2 separate regions of the Mus musculus genome follow, and region 2 is linked to region 1. The links are chromatin contacts, called in public Hi-C maps. All regions are on one chromosome and are shown on one strand. Each heading gives the region's core, a stretch centred on a gene start, on an enhancer-like site or on the middle of the called end of the contact. The rest is flanking DNA. Distances are from core to core; before and after follow the strand shown. Region 1 overlaps Hs1bp3 (HCLS1 binding protein 3). Region 2 has its middle 16 kb from the start of Gm4755.

Evidence for each region. Hi-C and Micro-C count contacts between places; a contact is called where the count stands out from the background.
Region 2: a Hi-C map of cortical neurons shows a contact between it and region 1, with 3 times the contacts expected there. The contact joins two enhancer-like sites. A contact is called at or near these places in 11 of 484 Hi-C or Micro-C datasets (the Ba/F3 cell line, the G1E-ER4 cell line, the HL-1 cell line and 6 more) and 2 of 115 datasets of contacts at active chromatin or transcription factors (astrocytes and embryonic stem cells).

What each region holds. Positions count from the first base shown.
Region 1 is chr12:8,325,123-8,329,434 of GRCm38.p6, reverse strand. The region is part of intron 4 of Hs1bp3 (HCLS1 binding protein 3); the gene reads right to left. Among named protein-coding and RNA genes, the nearest start is that of Hs1bp3, 14 kb to the right of the region's middle. Within about 2 kb of position 2,429, at least 103 of the 459 cell types and tissues checked have an H3K27ac peak or open chromatin away from gene starts, as enhancers often do. A contact at or near this core is called in cortical neurons, where this site is marked.
Region 2 is chr12:8,752,955-8,757,346 of GRCm38.p6, reverse strand. No RefSeq gene overlaps it. Among named protein-coding and RNA genes, the nearest start is that of Gm4755, 16 kb to the left of the region's middle. Within about 2 kb of position 3,051, at least 10 of the 459 cell types and tissues checked have an H3K27ac peak or open chromatin away from gene starts, as enhancers often do. A contact at or near this core is called in cortical neurons, where this site is marked.

The sequences.
Region 1 (4,312 bases), core at 1,180-3,679:
GCCTCCCCGCTGTCCTTGGCAGGAGGTGCCATCCAGGGACTCCCAGAAGCTAGGATCTGGCGCTGGGATTTGCTCAACAATAGGAGCTAACGCCCTCTATAGTTCATCTGAAGTGAAAGACGCATGAAGGCCTCAGGATGAGTACAAACTAGTTACAACATTTTACCAAGAACTCTGCATTCTTCCTTTTGGACTCTTGGGCCTAGACCCTTGGGGGCTTTGGTGGGAAGTGTAAAAGTTCTGAAACGCTAGACAGCCCCCACTCCTCCACCCCACTGGAGGTCCCTTTGCTTCGGAAACCCTAACTGTTCCATACCTGAAGACGCCACAGCTTGGAGTCAGCAAACTGCCCTCGGCCCACTTCAGAGCTGGGATGGGAATGCTGAACCCTTGAATCCCTTTGGGGGTGACCATACATCCTGGAGTTCCAGCCTCCCCGATGGCTTTCGAGCGATGCTACAAGAGGCCCCAGACTCTTCTAAAGTTATCTAGGGCCACTTTAGAGGACAAAGATCTAGTTTCCATGCCTGTTCAAATGAAGACAATTCTACTTGGGTATGGTCGTTGCATTAGGGGTCTGTGTGAGGCTTTCCTCGTGAACCTCTTGAAGCCTTTGCTAATCAAATAAAAAGGACAGAAACCACCGTGCTAACCATAGTCCCCAGAGTCCCTTCACTGAGGCTGGGCCAGGAGCAAAGGTACCTGGATGGGAAACACAGCAGAGATAACTGTACCCCTTGGTAAGTGTGGCTGAATGTTTTGACTCAGTCTCCCTTCCTACTTTGGGGCTAGCCATGACGTGGGACCATGGTGACTCTCCTAGGGAGCTCCACTATGGTATCCGGTCCTCAGAGAACCACTGCAGTAAAGACAGACAGCAGAGAGAGAGAGAGAGAGAGAGAGAGAGAGTGTCAAGGGGAGCAGGGGTGGGGAGACTAGGAGGACTGGGGATCCCTGTTCACCTGTGCACTGTGTAGGGCATCTCTCAGACTTCTGCATACTTTAGTGCCTGGAGTATCAGCATGACTCGCACACACAGACTCACTGAGAGGCCATGGTTCCACGCAGGGCCGAGGGGGCCTGGGAATCTGTATCCCCACCTGGTTCCAGGCTGAAACACAGCCCCTAACTGCTCTCTGCTGCAACGGAGTATCCAGCAAAGGCTTCCTCTCCTGGCTCAGAATCCAGGACAGGAGTTGAGAATATTGTTATTTACTTAGCAAGAGGCACCCAAGGAAGGCATTCCACAGTTGCTTGGAGGCAGGAGGGGGCAAGGCCCCAGAGATTCTAGATGCTGGGTTTGCAAATCCAGGAGGACTAGCGGGTGGTGGGTGGGTGGGTGTCTACGGGCAAAAACTGGAGGGTCATCCCAGAGCAGAAATTTCATCTAAATACAAAAAGCCATTTTTAGGTTCAACAGAAGTGGCTGCTTCATGGAAAAAATGAAACTAAATTTATATAAAACTAATGATAAAACAGTATCCAAGGAAAGGCCTTCTCCACTTGGGTGCCAGGCTCTCCCCTCTCTTTGAGAGCCTGAGAAACCAGTCTCACAGGCAGGGAAAAGAGCCAGCTGTGTTCTCTGTCACCAGCAAGCAGGCTGGAGAAGTAGCAGGAGGGGTGGAAGAGAAGAGGGACCTTCAACAGGGTAAATGTGTAGCCCCAAAGAGCTTTTATCATACTGTCCCCTGCAGAACCTTCAGGGGCCTTGTTCTGAGGCTATTATTTAGATGAAAAGTTCTATGGAATGATGACTCCGGACCCGTGAAGTTCCTCACATTATAGCCCACCACAACAAAAGCCCATGAAAGGTACCACAAGCCGGGGCTCACAGTGCAGTTTGCAGTGACTGGGCTGAGGGACTGGCTCAGAGTCTGGAGAGAGACCATTCCAAACTGTGGAGGCACAGACACGAAACAATCCCTTTGTTCAGGGAGAAGTAGAGAAGCGAAGGCTGCAGGAAATATCCCTGCTCCTGGGAGGGAAGGGACTCTCGCCAATCAGTCCCTAGGACCTGGGTAGTTTTGAGTTGTGTTGAAAATGTTTCTAGTGCAAGGCACGATTTTCTCAGAGCCACACAGACACTAAAATCGAGTTAAATACGGTAAGTATGTATGACAGAGAAAGGCGCCTGAGACAGAACATTAATTGGAATGGTGAAGTGAACGCTATGTCTAGAGTCCAGATGGCTCTGGGACAGGGTCAGCAAAAAAACCCAAAAAAACCCAAAAACCCAGAAAATAAGAAGCAATGCTGTTTCAATGGGCTAGAGTGGGGGCTTTTCTGTGCCCCATAACGGTATAACACAGCGGACTTTTCCCTAGTCAGAGGCAGGTTGAAGAGACAAAGGAAAGCCAGGCCCGGCAGACTCCGCTTTGTGCCAACTGCTCCCACCCTTGCAGACACTCCTGAAATGGAGCCCGAGCGCCCCCTTGTGGCCACAGCAGGGAATATGAGATGTGTGTATAGAGTTGCTGAGGAAATACAGACTACAAAGCTCTCGAGGATAAGAAGAATGCCCCAAAGGGTGAGGTGGGCAGCCCTTGTGTCTGAGTGGGAAACCTGACCTGCTCTGTCACATACCAGATGGATTTGTTTGTTTGTTTGTTTGTTTATTCATGTATGTATGTATGTATGTATGTATGTATGTATGTATGTATGTATGTTGACTTGACCCAAGCTAGAGTATCCTGAGAAGGGAACCTCAGCTGAGAAAAAGCCTCCTTCAGATTGCCTTCATGAAGTCTGTGGGGCATTTTCTTGATTAATGACTGAGGAGGGAGATCGCAGCCCACAGTGGCGGTGCCACAGGGGCGGTGCCACCTTTGGGTAGGTGGGCCTGGGTTGTGTAAGAAAGCAAACCGAGCAAGCCAGGAGGTGCAATTCAGTGAGTAGCGTTCTTCCCTGCTCTGTGCTTTAGTTCTTGTCTCTCATCCCTCAGGGATGAACCTGAAGCGTAAGCCAAGTAAAGACAGCCTTTCTTCCCTGAGTTGCTTTCACCCGTGGCCTTTATCACAGTGGTAGAAAGCAAACCACACCACCAGGCTTTGGCCGAGTCCCCGCTTGGGCGAATCTTTTGATGGCCCTATGTGTAAGGGCCCCACCCTACCTCTTGCCACATTGCTGAAAGATGCCTGCAGTGGCCTCAAGCCCTGGTGCTGCCACTTGGGGTTATATGAACGAGCTCAAGCCATCTGACTCTCAGAGGCTCCAGTGTCCTACCACAGAAAACAAAAGCAATGCCCAGTGTCAGCCTCCAGGGCTCCCTTTCCCAAGCGGCTCCGGCAATGGGCCCAGAAAGCCATTTGGCACATTATGAATCTTTTCACAAATGAGGCCCGAGAGGAGCCATGAGCACGGAGTGCACTCAGCGAGCTTCCCTGTGCTCTCGTACCTCGCCTGGTCCCACACGAAGCACATACACATGTCCTGACGCATACCGCACTTACTGCGGGTCACAGCCCATTTCAGAAGTGCAAGTCTCAGAGGTAGCATGAGCTCCCAAGCAAACACCAGTTAGCTCAGTTCCTGGCACTGAAAAAGCTCTCGAAAAACATTACTTATTATGCCTGACAGAGCCGATAATACCAACTGGGTGTCACATGGGTCCTTAAAAAAAAAATCTGGCAGGAAGGGGAGTCCGCTTGGTGCTGTGTTCCCGGAATCCAGGAGCCAGGGGCCCCCCAAGAGCACAGAGCTTGCTGCAGGTGGTCCCAGGCTGGCTGTCAGGCACCTAAGACCTCCGCCCCGTCCCCACCCGCAACTCTGCCACTAGAGAAAGAAATTCAAGGCAGCACTTGGCAGCCAGGAGCAGTTTCCTACCCAAAAAAGGAGCCACTTGGCTAACTCTGTTGTTCAGCCAAAGGCTGGTGCAGCCTCAGAAGTCCATTTCAGTTTGTCACTACTCATGGTTACTTAGAACCACAGATGGCATGAGTGCAAACAAGGCCTTATGGCAGGGCCCCAGGGCTGGGCGAGGCCGATAAGGGGTGGGCATTATAGGTGTCTCCCCATGTCACCCTGGGACCCTTACTGCCTGACCCTTGGGGACCAGACCCTCACTGGCTGGAGAGTACCGGGAGGCCACGGATTCCTGTGGGCCTGCGGCAGCCGCTGTGCCTGCCTGGGCAGCTTTGGCCAGTGTGAGGCCTCTGTGGTGACCTCAAGATTCTGCAGCCCATGGCTCACATATCACACTGGGGGAAGACCCGTGCTGAGCGGGCACCGATTTGGGGGACTTCATTTGGTATGTCATTACACTGAACACGCCTCTGTCCGATTCTTCGGCGGCTCTAGTTTCAGGCAGGCCTTT
Region 2 (4,392 bases), core at 1,802-4,301, 430 kb before region 1:
GACTTCCTTTTAGTCCTTAGCTCTATATCCAAACTCACTAGGAGGTGGTGACAGAGGCAGGCAGATCTCCCAGTTTGAGGATAGCCTGGTTGGTCTACAGAGTTGAATTCCAGGACAGCCAGAGCTACACAGAGTAGGGTGGGTGAGGAGGAGTCCAGATTCCATTTTGCAGCTAGAAACTCGCGGCGTGGGTCTGCCTTAACTTAACCTTCTGGGCTCTGCTAGGTGTTTTTTTTGTTTTTCAAATAAATACTTCACTATTAGAATCAACGCTGCTGGGATTTTCAGGTGGCCATATCACTAAGGCAACTCTCCTTCAGGACCAACAGAGGCAAGCTGCGTGGGAGAGAGTCTGACTTTTCCGATGATTTGATAAAGGCTCTGTTTGCACGATCCTTGCCACCTTTTAAAAAAAAAATGTACCAAGCCTAATTCAGGCACATGGGACCTTGCGCTGGGTGGGTAGAGAGGTCAGGGAAGGGTTGCCAGGAGACTACTGCTCACGAACAACCGAACAACCGGCAAATGGAAGAAAAAGATGCCAGGAGGAGGCGGGCTCAGATTACTAACAGAGCCCGGTCCATTGTGTTTCCCAAATATTCAGGAGCAGGTAGGGCTGATGGGACACTGGCTACAGCTGGGTGAAGGGCCTTAAACGCCAAGCTAGAGTGAATATTTCCTCATATGGGCTTCAAAGACCTGGGGCAGAATATTCCCTACTTAACACTCCCAGCCGAGTATCCTAGGGAGGGGATAGACGCCTGTGGATGGGACCAGAAACTCACCTGGAAAAGGCCTGTCGGGGTCCGACCCCTTCCTCCCTCCGTTCCTCTTCTTCCCCTCTCCCCCCACACCCCATCTCTCCCTTTGCATTCCCTTTGCCCCCTTCCCTCCCCTCCTGAACAAGCACTTTCTCCTGTTCCACCCTGCAATGACTGATGTGGTACATCTGCTTTAGTTGTGATAACACGGATACATTCTTAGTCACAAGCCTTGGTTTCCTCTAGGATTGTTCTTGGTAGTTAGTTGTGCTTGTCAGTTTGTGTGTGTGTGTGTGTGTGTGTTTGTCAATCTCTGACAGAGGCTACAGCCATCTTAGGAAAAGGAAACTCAATTGAGACAATGCCTTCAATCAAGTCGCCTTTAAGTTTGTGAGGCATTTTTTTTTTGGTGGTGGTTTTTTGTTTGTTTTGTTTTGTTTTTTCCCCCGAGACAGGGTTTCTCTGTATAGCCCTGGCTGTCCTGGAACTCACTTTGTAGACAAGGCTGGCCTCGAACTCAGAAATCCGCCTGCCTCTGCCTCCCGAGTGCTGGGATTAAAGGTGTGCGCCACCACCACCCAACTTTTTTGTTTGTTTTTCTGAGGCATTTTTTTTAAAAGTAATGATTGCAGTGGGAAGACACAGCTCACTGTGGGTGGGGCTAACACTCTAGGCAGGTGATTCTGGGTGTGTTAAAAAGGAAATTGAACAAACTGTGAAAGCAAAGGTTCCTGCTGCTCTGAGTTCTCGCTCTGATGTGACTGTGTTTAGGATGTGTAAGCCAAATAAACCCTTCCTTCCCAAGTTGCTTTTGGTTATAATTTATCTCAGCAATGGAGAACAAAGATAATTACTGAACAGTATTTCACCTTTAGGTTGGTTTGAATTTGTGGCAATTATGGATATGGTCACGTCAGCTCTCCATTCCTGTCAACAAATCACTAACAATACTTTGTAAGAATAGTTTGCAGCCATGACTGGCCCTGTTGCTTTCAAGCAGTAGAGATGTAACATGTCTTGGTGACACTGAGTGACAAAACTGCCTCCTTGCTGTAGTCAGGAGACAGAAGAAGGGAAGAACCTAGGATCCCACAATCCCCTTGGAAGGACAGCACACTTCCAGTAGGGTAAACCGCCCCCTCCCCCGCGGCTCCCTCGCCTGCCAATACTTTCACTATTGGGAGGATGCAGCTCCATGTGAGCCTTTGGGTGACAGTTCCGATGCAGTCTCTTAGAGCTGCTACAACCACTTCATGCCACCTTTTGATGGGGTCATGTGTTATGTATTCGGTGTGTGGAGGGGTAGATCCCAAGGAGTAGGACTGGGGGGTCCTATGGTAAGGCTCTTTAAATTCATGTACACGGAGGCATGTGTGCTGCTCCGGTACTGAACTTCATGCTGTCAGACTGACACCCTGAGTGTGAGGCAGCCAGGAGAGGAGGAAATACAAGGAATGGAACGGGAGGGATGTCACTGCCCTCCCAAAGTGCCTTTCATTCTGAAGCAGCTGCTTCCCTGGGAAAACACCTGATTGAGGTGTGAGCTGGGAGGGGACGTTATGATTTGGAGGGAAATGTATGGCAAAATCACAAGCCAGGATGCTAAGAGCAGCTCTAGGTTCTGGAGGTTGGTGTCTGCTGGAAAGATCAGAATCTCTCAGCTAGAACAGACCAAAGAGTAGGTACCACCTGGCCAAATTCCTGCTTAGAACTTTAGCCATACTGGATTTAGGGCACAGAGTGACTTCACTACAAAGACCTGTTACCAAGTTAGGTTGCATTTACAGGTTCCGGGTGGCCATAAACTGGTGAGACCCAATATTCAAACAGGTACACCACTGATCATGATGCAGACTTAGACAAACAAAATGCATTTTTGTTTTATATAGTCATGGGACTATAGGAGTCAGGGAATAGAATGTGGTTTCAATGACAAATGCCACCCCCACCCGTTTTCTAGCATTTGAATGCTTGCTTGGTTCTCAGTTCATGTCTGTTTGGGGAACCTTAGGTATGTCCTTGCTGTAGGAAGTATGTCAGTGGGGACGGCTGTTTGAGAGCTTAAAGACTTTTCTGCTTGCTCCCCGTTTTGGGTTCTGAGATGAGAGCTCCCAACTGTTTCTGCCACCATGCCTGGTGCTTCCTGCCATGCTTCCTAGCTGTGAAGGTGACAGACTCTTAACCCACTGGGTACATTCGGCCCAAAGAAACCCTTCCTTGTCGCCCTGATCACTGTTCTCACAGCCACAGCAGTGGCTATCTTTAGAGAGCCCTAGGCACACTTCCAGAACGCTAGAAAACTACATTGACTTGCCAGCATGTTCAGGAATTACTGCAGCATGTGCTTCATACAGCAGAGGTAAGACTACTGGCATTTCTTTTCTGAGAAAGGCTGATTGGCAGGATACCTCCACACAGACACAGGCAGACAGACAGACAGACACCTATTGGACTTCTGTTCCCATCAAGTCCAGAGATACTAGGAAGGAGTGGTTTATGCCAGTGGGCAAATTTTCCTTATTTCCACTTTCCTTGCTATAAAGCTAAATTACCAGTTCTTCTGAATTACTGTGGCTTCCTTTGGGCAAACCCAATTTTGATGGTACATGCTCAGACTTACCAATTGGCTGAGCTAGCACAACAAATATATGTATGTGTACCATGTGGGTGTGGGTGCTCAGGGAAGTCAGGGGGCATTGGAACTGGAGTTTCAGGAGGTCATAAGCCACCTAGGGTAGATAATGAAAACTGAACTGACCGGTCAGAGCACCAAGCACTCTTCATCAGCTGGCTCTTTAACAGCAAAACTGCCAGGTTCCTACTATAACTAGGAAGCCTGCCTCTTAGATGTGCTCCTGTGTTGCTGGAGATGACCAAAGGCCAGATCGATGTTGGTCCAAGAGTTGCACATCACTGAACTGTTATCCCTAACTCATGCTGACCATTTAAACTTAAAACCTATGTATAGAATCTACAAGACATTTAGGACTTAGAAAGTAGTTGGGCCTTTAACTTAAAGACCAAAGGACAGACCTCTACTTCCTTCTGTACCACACCTTGAACACTGCAGCCTCTCATCCTCCTGACTTCTAGGTCTAGAGCACCAGACTCATTCCAGAAGCCTTACCCCAGGCCTGGGCGAGTTGTGGAGGAAGAGCAGACAATGAACAGTGTTCCTCTGAGTTCCTTACCCTCTCTGCTCAAACAAACAAACAAACAACATCCTGAGGACAGAGATGACTCAGGCCCTTTCTTGGGCATGATAATTCCAAGAGTTTCACCTTTCCCAAAAAACTGCTTTCATAGCAATGATCAAACCAAGATAAAACTAAACAACTGAAGTCAGAGAAAGATAAGCAATATTGGATTATGGTGTTTCCTTTTCCCACCTACGGAAGGAACAAAAACTTAAGAGTGGCACATGCCTTTAATTCTAGCACTAGAGGGGCTCTATGAAGCCAACTTGGTTTACAGAGAGTTCCATGACAGCCAAGAGCTATACAGTGAAAACTCTGTCTTGAAAAATCAAAACCTTCCACAAACAAACAGACAACAACAACAACAACAAAAAACAACACACACACACAAAACCCGACTAATAATCATAAAAGAATCAAACTCCGGGGCTGCA